Linked DNA regions of Sus scrofa: region 1 is linked to region 2. A link is a contact called in public HiChIP or PLAC-seq data. All regions are on one chromosome and are shown on one strand. The core of a region is the stretch at or near the end of the contact, and the rest is flanking DNA. Distances in the headings are between cores, read along the strand shown.

Region 1 (2,861 bases), core at 79-2,578, 49 kb before region 2:
TCCTTTTCTGCAAGAGCGGCCTGGCCCCTCCTCTCCACAGGGGTCCCAGCCAAAGGCCCAGCAGTCTCCTTTGGCCCCTGGCTGGTCAGTGCAGGAACTGCCTCCTTTCTGTCCCTGCCACTAAAAGGGTTTTTGTCCCTTTAGGACAGGAGTGTGTCTTATTCAAGGTTATATCCCAAGGACCCAGCCCCTGGGAGAGAATGATTGGATGGATGGATGGCTGGATGCAAGGAGGAGAGGCAGGAATACACAGATGACTTGGCAGTTTGGACCCAGAGTTCAGAAATGACAGGGTCTTCCTACTGGTTGTCTGGTTTGTTTTCCTTCCCTGCTCACCCTCCGATATGGCTGGAGAAACCTTGACCTTGGAGGCGAAGCGACTTGCCCTTGATCCTTCAGCTCTGTTAATGAAGACCATTTGGGAGTCTGACCATCTTCAGCTCTTCTGCCTCAGGTTCTGCACCTCCCTTAAGAGTCCCCTTCCAGTGACTGAGGACCTTTGTGTGCCTGATGCTGTCCTGAGAGCTGGGAATCCAGCCGTTTACGAGATGGACAGGGTCTCCGCACTCACAGAATGTATATACCTAGGGATGAGTTCACAAAAGTCAGAGAACAGGCTGATTCTGTTCGTAATAAGTGCCAACTGATGGGGAGTGACTGAGTGATCAGAAGAGGCCTTTCCAAAAAGGTGACATCTAAGCTGAACTTTGCACAACAAGAAGGCACCACTTTGGTTCTTTGGGATGCTCGGGAAGAGCATCCCGGGAATGCTAAGATGTCCGGGGGACCAGTTGATGGGATGGGATGGGATGACTAGGCTGGGAAGAGTGGCTCTGAGGACCTGGTTTGTAGCACACTTGGGTTGATACCCATTCTCTTCCATTCTCCATCCTCCAAATTACCTTTTACGGCTTCGCTTTCTCCTGGTCTCATCTCTGGGGGAAGAATCCTTGTCCCATGCCAGCCGGCCTGCAGCTGTTTCAGTTTTAAAAAGCAGGGCTAGTGAGAAGCAAAGAAAACCCCCATTCTCCTCGTCCTCTCGCTCAGGGTTGGGCTTGTGAACAGGAGTTATTTTTAAGTCAGCACATGCTTGATGGGGGAAGTCTTGGGTGAGCAGCTGAAACCACACTCATGAAAACAAGACTGAAATAGTCTCTGAAATCCCAAAGGTGAGCCTGCGGCTGTTCACCTGAATTCTGTGACAACTCCAAGAAGTCTGGTTTGGGGAGAGGGGACCCTTTGGAGGGGGACAGGGGTATAGTGAACTCCCATGAAGGTCTGGCGCCTGCCTTGAGCATGGCTCTCTTCCCCTGGCCCCGTGCCCTTGACCGAGCCCCAGCTCTCGCTCAGGACTTGACTTCCTCTCGTGCCCTCTCACAGGGAGGGTCTTCCTCCCTCCTGTGGTTACTCACAGATGTTTCTCTCCCATCGTCCGTGAGAACCTCAGCTCCTTAAGGGCCCTGCTGTTCCTTGTCCCTTTCTTGGCAATTGGCTCCCTACCTCCTAGGTCACCTCCCCACCCCAGGTCCCACCATCACCCAGGTACTGTGGTCTCCATGGGAACTGCTTGTCTGGTGCTCTGGCCTTCTGGGTCCTCCACCTGCTCTCTTCTTCAGGATACGCTCCACCTTGTCTACACCTGGGCCCCTTGGTATAACATAGAGTCAACCTTTCCTTCCTGGAAAAACGATGCCCAAGGACCAGCGGGTTGACCTGATGTATGGAAGGCCTCAACAGATTATCCCTGTCATTTGTGGTCATAAACTTTAAATCTCTGCCTGTTCCTCTCTGGACGTTCTTAAACCTTGCAAACGTTTCCTAATAAATGTTTACCAGTAGTTATAGCAACATTCATCTCCATTTTTATGCTGTGTATGCTGAATTTTTCAATACGGACAAAACATATGGATAAATTTCCCTATGTTTTAGAAAATGGAGAAATAAAAGAGAAACAGTTTCATATTCAGAAGAGCTTGATTTAGAATCACTCCAGATGTTCATTCAGCCTCTCTTCCCAAGTCCTGTGTGGGGCCATACCGCCTAGGAGCTGTGCCTGTTTTGACATGTTGAAAACTTGCCAAGAGTCTCCTTAAATTTCTGGTGCTCCTAGATTCTGCCTCCTAATTTTCTTTTAGCTTTTTATTTTGAAATAACTGTGGACACACAAGATGCTGCAAAAAATAGTACAGGTTCCTGCGTACCTTTCAACCAGCTTCCCACCGTGATACCATCTAACATAACCAGAGGACATTATCAAATCCAGGAAACCGACACTGGTGCAACCCAAGCTGCAGACCACATTCTGCCGCCGTCTAATTTCATTAAATCTCGGGATCCGCAGCACTTGGGAAGCATCTTAGAATTTCATGAACTTCAGTGTTGTCATTTATCTTTCAGATTGTTTTTGGATCCCTTCCAACTGGCCATCAACCGAAATTAGTTTTTATCCGATCATCAAATTCCGGAAGACCCACAATGTACGCATTTCGTGTCTTCCCTGTGCCCACCTGGTGCTTTGTGGGGGCCCATCCTTGGTGTGTGCACACAGGTAGGTTTCTCCCCCAGATCTGGGAGATTCGCAGAGGTAAGGAGCCCGTGAGATAGAGAACAGTTTGGTGAAATAGAATGTAAGACAAAGACTTGAGAAGCTTGAGTTCCGATCATTGTAGCCCATGTTTGAATACTTACCATATGCTAGATTTGACAGTATTCCCTTTACTCTCAGCAGCCGTTGACACAGACACAGTTAACACCCCCATTTTACAGATGTGAAAACTGAGGCTAGAGAAGGTCACCCTGCCCAAGTCTTGGCAGCTTTTGAAAGGTAGAGTTGGGACCTGAATTCAGGCAGTCTGACTTGA
Region 2 (2,746 bases), core at 76-2,575:
TTTGCACGAGGTCACTTTATAGGGCTGCACTGTGAGCTGCCCAGGGCAGAAAGGGGGAGCTGGCCAAGCCCTGGCCAGGGCATGCGGGCCTGTCTGCGGGTGTCTCTGAAGACCGTTCAGGAGTGACCACCTAGGGAGGGCCCACATCTCGTTACTGGTGGGAGAAAAACCATCGTGCTGAAGACTCCCCTGTGTTTACCACTGTTTATTTTGGGGAGAAGTGTTTACAAAGCCACTGGCTGGCCCGAGCATTCCCACATGGATTGTTTGCAAAGGGCGGGTCTGTGGGGCAAGGAAGGCTGGGAAGAAGAGCCAGCGGCTGCAGAGGTGGTGGGGGCACCGGGCGCCGAGGCTGGGCCTCCAGGTGGAGTTGGGGAACCTGGTACGGAGAGTTGGGGCTGATTATCGAGGGCGGGTTATCACGCACTGGTCAGCCAGGGGACTGGTGGCCGTCACTCTGCAGTAAGACCCCCACGGCGGGAAGCAGGCCTGGCTTTGCTGCGGCCTCACCCAGTGGCAGCCCATCCTCTGTGCACCTTTTTCACCTGTAGAGACGCCGGGTACCGGGATCATGTGACAGTGCTTTGTAAGCCACACGGGGCTTGAGAATGGAGGGTGTATTTGGCATTGCCACCACCCCTGGATGTCCGCCAAGGCCCGAGAGCAGATGCTCAGGAAGAAACAGAGGTGGGCCCAGAATCCTGCTTGTGCTCAAGCGGAGGAGAAGACACGGCCCAGGTGGCCCCCGGGGAACCCAAAGCTTGGCAGCCACATTGACCTTTTTAGGCCCAAACCTGGATGTTCTTTTCTGGCAGAAAATGAGCCTCATCAGTGTCACCTACAGGTACAGTCTGAGGTGACGCTGACGTTTCCTCCAAATTAGCTGGTCCTGCTTCACTGTCCCTTGTGACGAGATGTTCACGGTTTGTGAGTCATTGGATGAAAGGGCCTCCTTCCCAGCTACATGAAATGACTTTTTTCTTGTAGGAAAAAATATCTATAATCATTATTGATGGCGTTGTATCAGAGGGTGGGGGTTATTGACCAGTGCTTTGGATCTGGATGCCAGCAGATGGAGAGTAACGAGGGCTCTCTAGCTGTCGCTCTGGTATCGTGTGTGCTCGACCCTCTGGAGGCCGCAGGGCCCTGTGCTCTCATGGGCGGTGGACTGGAAGATGGTGTGTCCACTTTGGGAGCTGCTGGTGAGGAAAGATGACCATTTGTTCACAGCACCAGCTGGGGGCAATCTGGGAGCACAGGGAGCCGGGGCCAGCATGGCCTGGGGTGAGCTGGTCCAGGAGCTGTCAGCTGCTCCCAGCCGTCCCCAGCTTTGGCGTCTGCCCCCAGCCTCAGCCTCTGTCCCCAGCCTCGGCATCTGCCCCAGGGCTTTCCTCCACACATGGCTCTCTGAGAGGTCTGCTGGGTGGGCAGTACGTGGCAGGAGACGGCGCAGCTCCAGGCCTCCGACAGCCTGCACTTGGCCACGCGGCCCTGACACTGAGGCTCAGGCTTCCTTGGGCCTTTTGGGCTTGGGGATCTTAGCAACTGCTGACAGTGGCCCCTCTGGGGACTGACAGGTTAAAGCCAACAGTCCCTCTGGGGTGCTGAAAATGTCCTGGAATTAGATGGTGCTGGTGGCCGTGTAAGGTCACGCATATACTAACAGCTACTGAATTGCGGATTTTTAAAAGGGTGAATTTTACGGTGTGTGGATTATATTTCGTTTTTAAAATGGTATGAACAAAAATATGACAAAAAGAGAAACCAACCATGAGGGGTGGTCTCTCCGAACTGGTGACCTTTGGGGTAAAACCCGCAGGGTTCCCCCCACCTGGAGGGAAGGCCAATCAGATCAATAAGCCCAGCATCGCTGCAGAGGTAAACTGGTAAAATTGAATGAGCTACTTGCAATGACCAAGGAATTTTAGCTTCTCCAAGTGTCGAAGCTCAGGAAGTGAGGACTGAATTATGACAGATGTCTGAACACCCGTTCATTGTTGCTGTGGTGTGCAGACGCCCGGCGTGGTGCTCCGTGCACACACGTGTGGGTTTCCTGATTGTGCCGGGGCTGCTCCCCTGTTCGTCCTGAATGTTTCCTGCTCTATTACGTGTGTACGTGCTTTCCAGTCTCCTGTAACTTATGTAGTTCTGTAACAGAGCTGACGTAATGCCTTCAAATCACTCATCTGCACTTAAAACAATTTAAAAAAAAATTCTAAACAAAACCCCCAAACCATCAGCTCACATGGCTAGTGACCCAGAATAGTGACCCACTCTGTTCTGCTGCTGATCTGGCTCCACTCCTAAACTCTGAAGCCAGGGACCACGTCCCGTTGGGTCTGTGGGCTTTGGGTCAGGCAGGCCTGGGCTAGCTTGGGGCCTTCTGGCCACGTGACCTTGAGAAGCTCTGTAAGACAGGTGCATCTCGAAGGCTGGATGGGAGCACAGGAGGAAAATATACATGCCACATGGAGCAGAGGGCCTGGTGAGGGCAGCCCTCAGTAGCCATGAGCAGCCTTGTTGGCGGCGGACACCAAGAGGATTCTGGGGGCTGACCCTGGGCAACCTTGAGGTGAGCCTGGCTCAGGGAGGCCACCTGTTTTTGTGATAATCACCTCTGCTCTCCTGGGCTCAGAGCAGTGCCCCGGGGCTGTTGAGTGAATTCAGTTGTGATCTTGGGATGACCTTCCAGACTTACTCTTTGAGACCTTCAAGGTCACCGATGGCCACTCCTGTGGCCCCGTGG

The links. HiChIP or PLAC-seq counts read pairs in DNA pulled down with a chosen protein or histone mark.
Region 1: a contact with region 2 is called in an H3K27ac HiChIP or PLAC-seq map of skeletal muscle. The contact joins two enhancer-like sites. A contact is called at or near these places in 1 of 47 Hi-C or Micro-C datasets (liver) and 1 of 2 datasets of contacts at active chromatin or transcription factors (skeletal muscle).

Annotation. Positions count from the first base shown.
Region 1 is chr14:133,527,803-133,530,663 of Sscrofa11.1, reverse strand. All of the region lies in intron 1 of CHST15 (carbohydrate sulfotransferase 15), which reads left to right. Among named protein-coding and RNA genes, the nearest start is that of CHST15, 16 kb to the left of the region's middle. Within about 2 kb of position 1,328, at least 10 of the 83 cell types and tissues checked have an H3K27ac peak or open chromatin away from gene starts, as enhancers often do. A contact at or near this core is called in skeletal muscle, where this site is marked.
Region 2 is chr14:133,478,485-133,481,230 of Sscrofa11.1, reverse strand. All of the region lies in intron 5 of CHST15 (carbohydrate sulfotransferase 15), which reads left to right. Among named protein-coding and RNA genes, the nearest start is that of CHST15, 65 kb to the left of the region's middle. Within about 2 kb of position 1,325, at least 4 of the 83 cell types and tissues checked have an H3K27ac peak or open chromatin away from gene starts, as enhancers often do. A contact at or near this core is called in skeletal muscle, where this site is marked.